2 separate regions of the Sus scrofa genome follow, and region 1 is linked to region 2. A link is a contact called in public promoter capture Hi-C data. All regions are on one chromosome and are shown on one strand. The core of a region is the stretch at or near the end of the contact, and the rest is flanking DNA. Distances in the headings are between cores, read along the strand shown.

Evidence for each region. Promoter capture Hi-C pulls out the DNA fragments that hold promoters and counts their contacts.
Region 1: a promoter capture Hi-C map of liver shows a contact between it and region 2, with 2.6 times the contacts expected there. The contact joins the promoter of EGLN1 here to the promoter of TSNAX in region 2. A contact is called at or near these places in 1 of 5 promoter capture datasets (liver), 14 of 47 Hi-C or Micro-C datasets (alveolar macrophages, blood, embryonic fibroblasts and 8 more) and 2 of 2 datasets of contacts at active chromatin or transcription factors (alveolar macrophages and skeletal muscle).

The regions. Positions count from the first base shown.
Region 1 is chr14:59,107,967-59,115,215 of Sscrofa11.1, forward strand. It overlaps EGLN1 (egl nine homolog 1), which reads left to right and starts at 5,561. Exons shown (of 4, transcript XM_021073581.1): 1 at 5,561-6,771. The coding sequence starts at 5,878.
Region 2 is chr14:59,053,159-59,060,456 of Sscrofa11.1, forward strand. TSNAX (translin associated factor X) reads right to left here and starts at 5,142. Exons shown (of 6, transcript NM_001243607.2): 1 at 5,013-5,142; 2 at 4,501-4,605; 3 at 1,192-1,306; 4 at 1-116. The coding sequence starts at 5,028.

The DNA of each region.
Region 1 (7,249 bases), core at 4,311-6,810, 55 kb after region 2:
ACTACTGAGCCAGGATAGGCACTCCAATTTTCACCATTTTTTTTTTTTTTTTGTCTTTTTGCTATTTCTTGGGCCGTTCCCGCGGCATATGGAGGTTCCCAGGCTAGGGGTTGAATCGGAGCTGTAACCACCGGCCTATGCCAGAGCCACAGCAACTCGGGATCCGAGCCGCGTCTGCAACCTACATCACAGCTCACGGCAACGCCGGATCGTTAACCCACTGAGCAAGGGCAGGGATCGAACCCGAAACCTCATGGTTTCTAGTCAGATTCATTAACCACTGCGCCACGACAGGAACTCCCAATTTTCACCATTTTTAAGTTCATTGCTATGCAACAAATTTCCAGAACTTTTTCATACCTATTAAACACCTCCCCATTCTCCCCTTCCCCAGATGCAACTCAAATCTGGTGTTGCTGCGGCTGTGGTTGTAGCTGTGACAAGCAGCTGTAGCTCTGATTCAGCCCCTAGCCTGGGAACTTCCACATGATGTGGGTGTTGGCCTAAAAGCAATAAAAAAAAAGAAAAAAAAAGAAAAAAGAAAGTAAGAAACTGTAACTATGTAAGATGATGAATGTTAACTAAACTTCCTGTGGTAATTGTTTCACAAAATATACATTTATCAAAACATGTTATACACCTAAAATAAATACAACTTTATACATCCATTATAGCTCAATAAAAAATAAATATTAAAAAAAGGCAGAGTTCCTGTTGTGGTGCAGTGGTTAACAAATCTGACTAGGAACCATGAGGTTTTGGGTTCGATCCCTGGCTTCGCTCAGTGGGTTAAGGTTGTCATGGGCTGTGGTGTAGGTCGAAGATGTGGCTCTGAACACACATTGCTGTAGCTCTGGTGTAGGCCAGCGGCTACAGCTCCGATTAGACCCTTGGCTTGGGAACCTCCATATTCCGCGGGTGTGGCCCTAGAAAAGAAAAAAAAAAAAAAAAGGCAAAATGGGGGAGGACAAGAGTATAAAAATATTGATAATTATTGAAATTGGTGATTACTGAACTAATCAGGGTTGAGGTGATTGTACTATTATTTCTATTTTCGTGTATGTTTACATTTGTTTGTCCTTACCTGTGGCATGCAGAAGTGCCTGGGCCAAGGACTGAACCTGCACCACAGCAGTGACAACTTTGGATCCCTAACTGTTAGTTCACCAGTGAATTTTGAGATGATTGATTTTTAATTGGATTAATGGGTGGTAAGTTTTAAATCATAAGCTGATAGAGTTGAGTGGTAGATAAATTTTCCTGAATAAGTTGAAAGTCTATTTAAATATTTTCATAAGGAAACAGGCATAGCAGACAATAAAGTTGGTTTCACGTACGTGGTGAAGCACACAGCTCATGTGTGCATCTGGCAGAACCCCCAGTCCAGAGAGGAGCAGGTGCTGCTTTCCAAAGACACCTACTTGTGCGTGTCCTGACACTATAGTTAGAAAATGCTCAGATTTTTAGCTGCTTTTCCCAGAACTCAAAGCTCGTCTTCCTGTTTATCTTGGTGGGATGCCTATGTTATACTTGCGATTTTTCTGTTCTCTCTAATGTATTAAAGCATGATTGTCACAGATGGGGAAACAAGAGGTCATTGGTTAACAATCAGATGTTTGATTTCCTGAGCAGAAAAGATACTCTCTTGTGTATTTTAAACATTTTTTAAAGAGAAATAGGGCTAGTCTCTTGAAGGTAAAACCTGTTGGCTGGGCTTTCCTCAAGAGTCAACAGTCATTTCTAAATTCATTTTTCCTTGGAGTTCCTGTTGTGGCTCAGCAGTAACAAATCTGACTAGTATCCATGAGGATTCAGGTTCAATGCCTGGCCTCAATCAGTTGGTTAAGGATCTCACTTTGCCGTGAGCTGTGGCGTGGGTTGCAGACTCGGCTTCGATCTGATGTTGCAGTGGCTGTGGTACGCCGGCAGCAACAGCTCCGATTCAACCCTTAGCCTGGGAACTTCCATATGCTGTGGGTGCGGCCCTAAAAAGAAAAAAAAAAATTCCTTTTCCTCATTTAACTGCATCCTTTGCATTTAATCTCAGCTCTGGCTCTTTTTCTAAACCACTTGTCAGTTGGTAGTGGTTACTGCTTTAAATTTAAGTAAACATTGCTCGAGGAACAAAGGAAAACCAGAGAGGTGGTCAATTAGCTGTGGTCCAAATTGGTGTGATATGGAGATGATGGCACTTTTACTTAATTCAACTTCAGTTACCAGAACAGTTGATCTTGATTAGGTTGGGGGGCAGTGAAAAAGTACTAATTCCTGACTTTGGGAGACACAAGTCTTTTTTTTTGTTTGTTTCTTATGGCTGCACCCAAGGCATATGGAGGTTCCAAGGCTAGGGGTCAAATTGGAGCTGCAGCTTCCAGCCTTTGCCACAGCCACAGCCACAGCCACAACAGATCCAAGCCTCACCTGCAAACTGCACCACAGCTCCCGGCCACACTGGATTTTTAACCCACTGAGCAAGGCCAGGGATGGAACTTTCATCCTCATGGATACTAGTCAGATTCGTTTCCACTGAGCCACAACAGGGACTCTGAGACACAAGCCTTTGTTTCCCCTAAAGAATTAGATAACACTCCTCATGCTATTAATCTCATTGCTCTACTTTGGTTTACTCTTCCTTAAATGGACATAATAATAGTACTCGCCTCATGGTGTTATAAACATCAAATGAGTTAATGCTTGTAAAATGCTTAGAACAGAGATTGGAACAGATAGCAAGTATCATATGAATGTTTACAAGATAAATTCCTGCACCATAGTGTGGATCTTCTCTATAATATATGAATAAATGATAACAGCTACAGGCTAGTGGAGTTCCAGAATTTCCTCGGTGAACTTGTCGTTCATTAGCTATTGCACAGTCAGCAGATGGTTTGGAGAAACCTCACTAAATTGGAATTAGTGCACAGATTATTAAACCTGAATAAATTAAAATTCTGAAATCATCAATCTTTGGAACAAAATGAAAGCTAATAAAGGTTTTGACACAGACATCCATTAAAAAGATAGCAATGAAAATATACATAAAGAGCATATAGAGATGTAAGTATATGTCTTTGCATGTCATAGACCTAAATGGTAATTTTTTTTTTTTTGGTCTTTTTGCCTTTTCTAGGGCCGCTCCCAAGGCATATGGAGGTTCCCAGGCTAGGGGTCTAATCAGAGCTATAGCCACTGGCCTACACCACAGCTCACAGCAACGCTGGATCCTTAATCCACTGAGCAGGGCCAGGGATCGAACCCGCAACCTCATGGTTCCTAGTTGGATTTGTTAATCACTGAGCCACGATGGGAACTCCCTAAATGGTAATTTTTAAAGACACTATTGGAAAAAAAAAAAGGAGTTCCCCTTGTGGCACAGTAGAAACGAATCCGACTAGGAACCGTGAGGTTGCAGGTTCAATCCCTGGCCTTGCTCAGTGGGTTAAGGATCCGTGAGCTGTGGTGTAGGTCACAGATGCAGCTAGGATCTGGCATTGCTGTGGCTGTGGTGTAGGCTGGTGGCTACAGCTCTGATTGGACCCCTAGTCTGGGAACCTCCATGTGCTGCAGGGTGGCCCTAAAAATACAAAAAATAGATAAATAAAAAATAAAGATACTGTTGGACTACTTTTAACATCTACAAATAACTAAATTTAGAAGAATCAAGTGTTTGTAGAAGGAGTGTTCCCTAGAAAACTTGAGAATCATTAAAGATGATTTATCATTTACTAGAGCAATTTTACTGGTATTGAAATTTTACATGAAATAATTTACATGTATCAAAAAATTTTTTTATTGTTTCATGTATTTATTTTTTTGCTTTTTAGAGCCACACACTTGGCAGATGGAAGTTCCCAGGCTAGGGGTCAAATTGGAGCTACAACTGCTGCCCTCCACCACAGCCACAGCAACACCAGACCGAGCTGCCTCTGTGATCTACACCACAGCTCACCACAAGGCCAGATCCTTAACCCACTGAGCAAGGCCAGGGATCGAACCTGTGTCCTCATGGATGCTAGTCAAATTCATTGACCACTGAGCCATGATGGGAACTCCAGATCCAGGTCTTGATTCTTTACAGATTGTTGGGTTTTAGCTTGAAATTTGAAGCTGGGAACATAATACCTCTGTGTTCCAAAGGCCAAGCTAATTGGAATTACTGTCCTTTCATCAGATTGGATCCCCCAGGATACTATTTATTTATAGAGCAGAATTTAATGACAGTTTTAAGTTCTGTGTAGTTGAAGAACAGTTTTTTTTTGGATTCAGGATAGTTTTTTAAAAAAGATATTCTTCAAAGTGGTTTATAATGCCCTGTATTCTTCTGCCTTTAACCTGACACATTTCGGCTCTTGTGTTCTCTTAACCTGGAAGGCCTTCATCACAAGGGCTGTTGAATTAACTGCAGTCTGTGCAGATGATAAACAAGCCAGCAGAACATTTCCCGGGTTAGCAGGTGCTCAATAAAGATGTGAAAATCTAAATCACAGTCCTTTCTATTTTTAAAATAAATGGCAGGCATAAAGAAACACCCTTGGCTTATTTCTGGTAGGGTTTTTATGTGCTGTAAAGAACTTTATTCATCAGTATAGCACAAATTCTATTAAGAGATTTGGCTTTAAAATTACAAGTGGTTAACATAGTCATGCTCATTTGCCACCCAAATCCGCTCCTGAGGGATGGTGCCAGAAGTCTGAACTTAAGTGCCTCAGTGTGGACACTGAAATGAGCACTGATTACCCTATTTGACTAGGTAGCCAAACATTTTTCTCATAAGGTTTTAAACTCGGCAAGATTTCACAGGATTTAAAAATGGTTTCTAAAAAAAATCACATTTCCATCCCTTAACTGGCTCAAACGGGGCACAGGGGCTTGGGGCACAGGGGCTTGGATCCACACCGCTGCAACCCTTGTTTTTGTTTTTAACCATTTCAGGGCTTCTTGAAATAGAGGCTGTATTAGAGTTATGGAAAAAACAGCCTTGGAATCTGACAGTCCGATTCCTGGAGTCAATTCCAGTTCTGCGTGACCTTGGACAAGTTACTTTACTTCTTTGAATTTCCGTTTCCTCCTGGGCAAGACGACAGCAGCCAGAGCCACCTTGCAGTCCAGTGTGCGCGCCTGGAATACGCCCGGCGGGTCCCAAACAAACAGCAGCCATGTTCAGGCCGCCCCGCTCGGCACCGACCTCGCGGCTGCGCTCGCCCCGGCAGGTGTAGGCACCGCCCGGGTCGCGGGCCCCCACCCTTCCGTCGCTCGCGGGCCGGCCCCTCGGCGTCTCCGCGCAGGGAGGAGCGGCAGCGTCCCGGGCCCGCCCCGGGCGGGGCCGGCAAGAGGCTGGGAGGACGCCGGGACGCGGACCCGCTCCGAGGCCCAGCGCGCCGAGTGCGGGAGAGCTAAAAGCGGCTCGGCGCCGCCCGTGCCCGAGCGCGAGCGCGCGGCGGCCGCCCCCTCGGCCCTCCCCTGGCCCTGCCCCGCCCCCCGCCCTAGCGCGCCGCCCGCCCGCCGGGTCGCCGCGGGGCCGTGGTGTACGTGCAGAGCGCGCAGAGCGAGTGGCGCCCGCACGCCCTGCGCTGCTCCGCGGGCCGGGCCGGGCCGCCGGGGAGGCTGAGGCGGCGGCCAAGGCGGCCTGTCTCGCGCGCCCGCGACGCAGGCCGCGCTCCCTCAGCCCGCGACGGCGATGAGGCGCTGAGGTGGCCGCCCGCGCTGCGCGGCGGGACCAGAGGACGAGGAAGCGGCCGGGCCGAGGGGCGCCGGCCTCAAGAGGCGAGGGGCGGCGGGTGCATGGCGCAGTGACGGCCCTTGCCGCTCCTCCCGCTACCCGGACCCAGGCGAGGCCGCCACCCCTCCTGCTCGGCCGCCGCCGCCGCCGCCGCCGCCATGGCCAATGACAGCGGCGGGCCGGGCGGGCCGAGCCCGAGCGAGCGAGACCGGCAATACTGCGAGCTGTGCGGGAAGATGGAGAACCTGCTGCGCTGTGGCCGCTGCCGCAGCTCCTTCTACTGCAGCAAGGAGCACCAGCGCCAGGACTGGAAGAAGCACAAGCTGGTGTGCCAGGGCGGCGAGGGCGCCCCCGCCCCTGGAGCGGGCCAGCAGCCGCAGCCCGGCCCCGCGCCGCTGCTCAGGAAGGCGGTGCCGCGCCGGGACAGAGTCGCTGCCGTGGAGGCCGCGGGCCCGCGGGCCGCGGGAGACGCGGCCAAGGCGAAGGCGAAGGCCAAGCCCGCTGCAGACCCCGCGGCGGCCGCGTCCCCGCCCCGCGCGGCGCCCGGCGGCGCGGGCCCGGCGGCGGCGGCGGCGGCGGCCGAGGCGGAGCCCGCGAAGGAGGAGCCGCCGGCTCGCTCATCACTGTACCAGGAGAAGGCGAACCTGTACCCGCCGAGCAACACGCCGGGCGAGGGACTGAGCCACGGCGGCGGCCTGCGGCCCAACGGGCAGACGAAGCCGCTGCCGGCGCTGAAGCTGGCGCTGGAGTACATCGTGCCGTGCATGAACAAGCACGGCATCTGCGTGGTGGATGACTTCCTGGGCAAGGAGACGGGGCAGCAGATCGGCGACGAGGTGCGCGCCCTGCACGACACCGGCAAGTTCACGGACGGGCAGCTGGTCAGCCAGAAGAGCGACTCGTCCAAGGACATCCGCGGCGATAAGATCACCTGGATCGAGGGCAAGGAGCCCGGCTGCGAAACCATCGGGCTGCTCATGAGCAGCATGGACGACCTGATCCGCCACTGTAACGGCAAACTGGGCAACTACAAAATCAATGGCCGGACGAAAGTAAGTGATGCTGGGGTGGGCGCTGGACGCCCCCGCCCGCGAGGCGGGGCGTGTGGAATGAGGCGCGGTGGTTCGTCCTGGTGCAGACCCGGGAGAGAAAGCGGGTATCACCTACCTCCCCTCGTTCACCAACTTCTCCGTCTAATTACATGGCCTTCTGGCTACACTTTGGGGCCCCCTTTGCACTTTGCTTTTCACTCTCTTTCATTGAACTCTTAGTGGATTCTAGCCTCACTGGAGTTGCAGCTGCTCGTTGGGGCTATTAGAGTAATACCTCCCCAAAGCCAAGGGCTGGTTCTGCGTCAGCAGTGGGTTTGCAGCGGCTCTTAAATTCCCTGTGGGATTTGAACCACTCATCAGACTCTACCTTACACAGTGCAATGTCGTGTTTGGTTTAGAACCCGCCAGTTGACCACAAGAAAGTGTATTTGAAAGAAGCATTTAGGCATGTGTCCTCGTCGGATTCAGGAAGAGCTTG
Region 2 (7,298 bases), core at 3,892-6,391:
TATGGAACTGATGCATGTCCTCTCCAGAGAGCTCTTGGGCCACTTGCAGTATCTTTTGTCTGACACCATCCAATTTAATTTCTGATTCAGTCAATATTTCTTCCATATCAGGAGCACTATAATCAAGGTATCAGGAATTTTTAAAACATCAGTCACATGTTTTGACAGTGAAAACTGAAATAATCTACATATCAATTAACACAGGGCTAAATGAATATTCTACGTATTTGGATATTTCTACTCAAAACTACAATTATATTTTATTAAAAGTATGTAAAGAAATGGCACAACATTGTAAGTCAACTTTAATAAAAAATAAATACAGGGAGTTCCCGTTGTGGTGCAGTGGAAATGAATCCGAACAGGAACCATGACATTGCGGGTTTGATCCCTGGCCTTGCTCAGTGGGTTAAGGATCTGGTGTTACTGTGAGCTGTGGTGTAGGTCACAGACAAGGCTCAGATAGGGCGTTGCTATGGCTGTGATACAAGCCAGTAGCTATAGCTATGATTGGACCTTTAGCCTGGGAACCTCCATGTGTCATGGGTACAGCCCTAAAAAGCAAAAAAAAAAAAAAAAAGATTTAAAAAAATTTACTGTTTCACAGACAATAGCTCTATCGTGGTGAATGATCTTAACACAAATCCCTAGCTGCTCTGAAAATAGGAATTTTTCCCTGCTTTTTTTTTTTTTGCCACCCTCATAGGATGGAACCAGTGCCATAGCAGCACCTAAACCACAGCAGTGACAAGGCCTGATCCTTAACCCATTGTACCACCAGGGGAACTCCACTAAAGTGTTTACTCTTTTTTTTTTTTTCTTTTTTGGGCCACACCCTAGGCTTATGGAAGTTCCCAAACTATGAGTCATATCAGAGCTGCAGCTGCCAGCCCACACCATAGCTCATGGATGCATCTGCAGCCTAAACCACAGCTCACAGCAACACCAGCTCAACCCACTGAGCGAGGCCAGGGATCGAACGCACATCCTCAAGGATGCTAGTTGGATTGTGTCAGCTGAGCCATGATAGGAACTCCCTAAGATGTTTATTCTTAAAATCCAAACGCTACTAACATTCTCTGATACCAGAGTTCACAGAGTAAGTCAGGTAGTTACTGTGCACTTACAATATCTATAAACTTCATATCAAACTGTATCCAACTATAACAAATTTTAAAGATATTTACTCACCTTGTAATCCTATGGAGAAGAAAAATTGTTCTTTTACTTTCGACAGTGATATCCCGACTAAGTTTCACAAGTCTCTCATATTTATCATGTCTTGCATCAAGTTCCTGCTGAAATGCTAAGAACACATTATTATGACCATGAGCATACTTATTTTATACTTGAAGCCTATCAAACAATATTGTCACTACACACGAGCAGGCAACTTACACTATAAAAATGAATGGAATAAAATCATCTTATTTATTATTATTAAAGTACTTAGAAATCAAAGACTGAGATATTAGAAATCAAAAACTGAGATATTTTTTCTTTAAATAAAGTATGCCTCACAATGACATGTACCTACTGCAGGGGAAAAAAAAAATCTGTTCTAGTAAACATGGACTGTTATCACAAAATTATCACACATAACTACTTACAAAAAATACTTCCATCTATCTCGCTGTGCTATTTTACCTACCTTATTCATATACAATATAAATATCAACAAAAAAGAAACCAGAATTTTTAAATTAAAAGTTTATGGAGTTCCCATTATGCCTCGACAATAACGAATCTGACTAGAATCCATGAGGACATGGGTTTGATCCCTGGCCTCGCCCAGTGAGTTAAGGATCTGGCATTACTGTGAGCTGTGGTATAGGTCACAGACATGGCCTGGATCCCATGTTGCTGTGGCTGTGGTGAAGGTCGGCAGGTACAGCTCCTTTTAAACCCTTAGCCTGGAAACTTCCAGATGCCACAGGTGCAGCCCTAAAAAGCCAAAATAAATAAATAAAGTGTATAGCCTCTGATAACATCAACTCTCTGAATTTTCAAGCCCTAGCTGTTGAAATACCCCTAAGCACTTAAACCACCTGAATAACCACTTTATTTCAGAGGCATTGTCACACCAAAGACCTAGCAAGTTGCAGTCCTATAGGGAGCAATCCACAGGCATATTTTGCATGAATAAAAACTATAGAATAAATTATTAACCAAATTAATAGCTGACAAGGACCTAAATACATCTGGTTATTGAGACAATAATTAGGCTAGGATTTTGTCTAATGTTTCAAGACAATCAAATGTATTCACTATTACAAATACATTGATCACAACTGTAAATTAGATACTATGACTTCAAAGTTAAATAAAGCAGTTTCAAATCCTTAAGGAGTTCAGTCCAGAATGAGACACAGATATAAAGGAATAATTAAATGTGATCATGCTATTATATATATACGTATGTTTATATGTGTGGGTATATATATGTAAATGTACACGTATGGTTCAGCAAAGTAGGAACTACAATTTTCCTGTTCACTACCAACACATGCTAGAATACAGACACTCAAAATTTCCCAACTGAATAGACAGATGTTCAATGAATGCAATGTTTGTCACCAAGTTTGTTTGAGAGGTAAATCAGAAAAGGCTTCAAAGGAAGAAGCTGCTTGAGCTGGGTCTTGAAGAAAACTATGGCATACCAGACATTCAACAGGGTCATCAAGTTAGAAACAATTCCAAGCTTAAAGAACTATGTGCACTAGACAAGTAGAAACATAAAACAGCAAAATATGTGTAGAAACAAGCAGCTCCATGTAGAATGTGTGAGAGTATAACGGTGAATACTTGACCCAATATAGTGTTTCCACGGAGTATATAACACTATCAGTATGCTCTCTACTCAATTATAACTAGTTGTCTCACATCCCTGAAGATCACTAGGTGCTGTGGTGGTTTTAAAACATATCCACAAATTGTAGTTCCCATTGTGGCTCAGTGGAAACAAACCCAATGCTATCCATGAGCATACAAGTTCAATCCCTGGCCTTACTCAGTGGGTTAAGGATCAGATGTTGCCGTGAGGTGCAGAGTAGGTGGCAGATGCGGCTCGAATCTGGCGTTGCTGTGGTGCAGACCAGCAGCTATAGCTCCGATTTGACTCCTAGCACGGGAACTTCCATATGCTGCACATGCAGCCCTAAAAAGCATAAAAAAAGAAAAGGAAAAAAAAAAGAAATTTATGTCCACAAATCATGAGATACCTCCCTCCAAAAAATGGAAGCTAATTCCCTTCCACTTAAATATGAGGCGGAGTTTTTAAACTGCTCATTTCTAACAAATAGAATGTAGCAAAAGTGAGAAAGTATGATGTCCTAGATTAGGACATAAGAGAAGGGTGATCTCCTCCCATCTCTCAGTCTAGGGGAAGCCAGATGCCACGCTTGAGGACATTCAAGCAGTTCTACCGAGGGTCCATGTAGAGGAACCTGGAGCTGGTTCTTGGCAGAAAGCCTAATTTGTCAATAGCTGTGGATCCTCCAGCCCAAGCATAGCCTGCACATGACTGCAAGTCAGAACCAACAGCTAACTAAGCCCCTCATGGATTCCAAAACCACAAAAACTATAAGGATAGGATGCTGGACAGAAGAGAGGAGGGAGGACTTTGTTTTATGTTTCTCTTTGAAATGAGTAACAACTTGACCAAGTTAACATGCTGAGACAAGGGCAACTGTGAATACATACACGTTTGATTTACTAATAGAAATGCATTCATACTCTGTGAAAAGATAAAATACAGTCCCTGGGAGTTCCTGTCGTGGCTCAATGGTTAACGAATCCGACTAGGAAACATGAGGCTACGGATTCGATCCCTGGCCTTGCTCAGGGGGTTAACGATCCGACGTTGCCGTGAGCTGTGATGTAGGTTGCAGACGCGGCTTGGATCCCGCGTTGCTGTGGCTGTGGCTGTGGCGGAGGCCGGCAGCTACAGCTCTGATTAGACCCCTAGCCTGGGAACCTCCATGTGCCATGGGAGCGGCCCCAGAAAAGGCAAAAAGACAAAAAAAACCAAAAAAACAAAAAAAAAAACCAGTCCCTGTCTTCAAAAGTCTAGCTAAGGAAACAAAACCAACACGTTAAAATTAATTAAATATATGTACACATACAGCTGATGTATATGCACACATCGCTGATATACACATATACAGTTGGTACATATACACACACCCAACATAAATATATACATAATAGATATATGTATACACACACCCTTGACACATATATTTACATATCACTCAGTAATTTTTCGTTATGTAGCACGTCTGATGTTAGTAAACTAATGTTTACTTGTGAAACTGCAATGCGGAAAAAAAAAGTCAACACTTTTGTAATCTCAACTTTCATGGCAGACCTAGCACCATCGCCAACACCTCCAGGAAAATTCCTGGCGGCTGTTTTCACGTGTAGGACATGGCTAAGTAACCCTCGTGACAAGCTCTTTAGTTCTCTTCCCTTCGCCAGCTTGCATGACAGAGAACTTACATTTGAAGGCCAACATCACAGGTGAAGATGAATTAAGATCCTTCCCTTCTCTTCTTTGGTTATGTGGGAAATTGTCATGCTTCCTTTTCCTGAACCCTCCTGAACCTTACATAGAGAAGGAAAAAAAGGTTGGACGGGGCTCTTCCATTACCAAGAGCTGACAAAAATTTACAGCGGGCAAACGCGTTCCTTTCTCTACAACCGGTATCCACAGAGAGGCTTTCTCAGCAGAAGGACCCTGCCTTGTCCTCCCAAACCTTAGGCTCACCATCCGGGCCTCCACTAACGGCTTCCTTACAGAGCAACTATCGAACTAAGATGAAAAACGGCTCGAGAATTTAAGAAAACACGAGGCATAAACAGGCCACTGTGGCCGCAAAAATCACTAGGGCAGCACCCCCGCCCCGAGCCTTCAGGGTGAGAGGGCATCCCGCAAGGGTGAGAAGTGGGAAATGTGACCAGAAGCCTGGACTAAACACAGAAATAACGCCCCAAATTGTCGAGGACGCCACCTTCTTTGCCGCTCATGTCGTCACGGCCTACGGCGAGAAGAGACGAGACTGGCAACCTGGAGGCGAGCGGAACGCGTAAAGTGGTGGCCGAAGAGCCCGCAGCGGCGCCCTGCGCAGCCGGCCAACGTCGACGCCCCGGCCGGAAGCGCGCGCCCGCAGCCACTCAAGCTTCTCCCTTGCCCTCGCATATTTCCGGTCTGCGTCCCCGCCCAGCCGCTGCTGACTCCGCCCCGCGCCTGGCCTGGGGACCTCGCACCCGCGCGCAGGCATCGAGCCTGCCCTCTGTCATGCCTGAAGACAGAAGAGACTCGGCACACTTCTCTGTATGAGCTGCTCACTTAAAAATATGGCGGACCGTGCTGGGAGTGAGGTCAACGTGAAGGTGGGAAAGCCAGGAAAATGTAGGTGATTTTTTTTTTTTTTTTCCCCTCAAGGCACCTTTGGGTCACCCTCTTGTTCCCTTGGCGTGGCCCTCGGAACCGCGCGGTGCATGGTGGGGTTGTAGTTCGTTGCCGCAGACGGCCTGGCTGGCGCCGGGAACAGAGAAGGCATCAATTCGCATCACCTGTGGCTATGTCCTCTCGGGAAGCAAACCAAACCTTAAAGAGTTGGGGAGTCTTTCAGTTTTCCATTCCTAGCAGTGACGCCGGCAGCTAAAGTGATGGAAATGTGCAAATCAACAAGTGGATGGCGTTGCTGGCATTTTCTCTAACGAAGGGAAACGGGCCCCTGTGTACTCCTCCCCTCGCCCCTCTCCCATTCTCCCATTCTCGTCGTCCTCCTGCCTCCTCCCGCCTTTCTCCTCTATGGGAACCGTGGAGCCAGACAGCTCGCGTTCACGGTGGTCTCCGCCACTGAGTGGTTGTGTGACCTCGGGGAAGCACTTCATCCCTAGCTTAGTTTCATCTGTAAAAGAGAGAAAGCAGGACCCACCTAGGAAGATCTTTGACCAGTAAATAAGTTACCATTGAGGCGCAGAAGACTCCGCTAAATATAAATTTTGATACCCTTCTCTCACCATCGCTCTCCAAAAAGAGAGAGGTCAGTGATGATAATAGCAGGTGTGCTCCACTAACTTGTGAGCATTTCATTGTAGGCAGGTACTGCCCTGTCTTTATAGACTTTGTGTCCAGCCCACCGCAACAGGTTCTTAGCACAGCACCCTTGTAAGCCTCGTTAACTGTCGGTGAACAGACGTTCCCATCTTCCAGATGGGCAAATGAGTGGCAATCCAGCATTCTTTAGATAAAATCTCAGGCTGAGGCTTGACTAGTTGTGTGGCCCAGGGCTTGCAGGGAAACCACAAGTACTTTTTTACTACATTTTCCCCAAATAACCCCCGTAATGTCCTGTGTTGTACATACAGTCTTTCCTCCTTAATTTAGGGGAAAAAAAAACAGTAAATGAAACCATTTGGATAGCATATGGCAGTAAATTCAAGCTCTTGACAGTCCTGTGTCATAGGAAAATTTTCTGCTCTAGGTAATTTTTTTTTTTTTTGGTCTTTTTAGGACCACACCCACGGCATATGGAGGTTCCCAGGTAGGGGTTGAGTCAGAGTTACAACTGCCGGCCTACACCACAGCCACAGCAATGCCAAATCCAAGCCACCTCTGTGACCTACACCGAAGCTCTCTGCAACGCGGGGTCCTTAACCCACTGAGCAAGGCCAGAGATCAAATCCATGTCCTCATGGATACTGGTCAGTTCATTACCACTGAGCCACAATGGAAACTCCCTGCTCTGGGTGATGTTGAGGGCCTCTTCCAACTGGGAAGCAAGAAGCCTGCCAGGCACCACCCATCACATGTTTGCAGCTCTTTGAATACTTGTGTTGATTAGCTGAGTTCCTTGTGCGTGAAATGGGCTAAACTTTTGCTTTGCCGATGTTGGGAATATAATTCTGAGTTTCTGTGAGGTCTGAGCCTACTGATGTTATGCCCCCTAATATTTGATTAGAGATGACCAAGGGGGAAAAAAAAAAAAAGAGACAAGTTTGACATAATTGTAATCATTTTAATGTGACTCCTTCTACATCCAAGGATGCCAGTAGGTTATGAATATTTTTAGAGTCAATGCTTGCTTCAGCAGTGTCTGGGAAAACAGTATAAAAATACTCTAGATAGAGCAGCTCTGAAGACCTCAACTTTCCCAAACCTGAATCAGTCATACTTCTTTTTTCCAGCCACCACCCCTGTTCAGCTGTTCAGCCCCAGCTTTGTTACTTGAAGTGCTTCGCTCTGTTTCCCATAAATGTTAAGGATTAGGAGGTTTCCCAACGTGTAA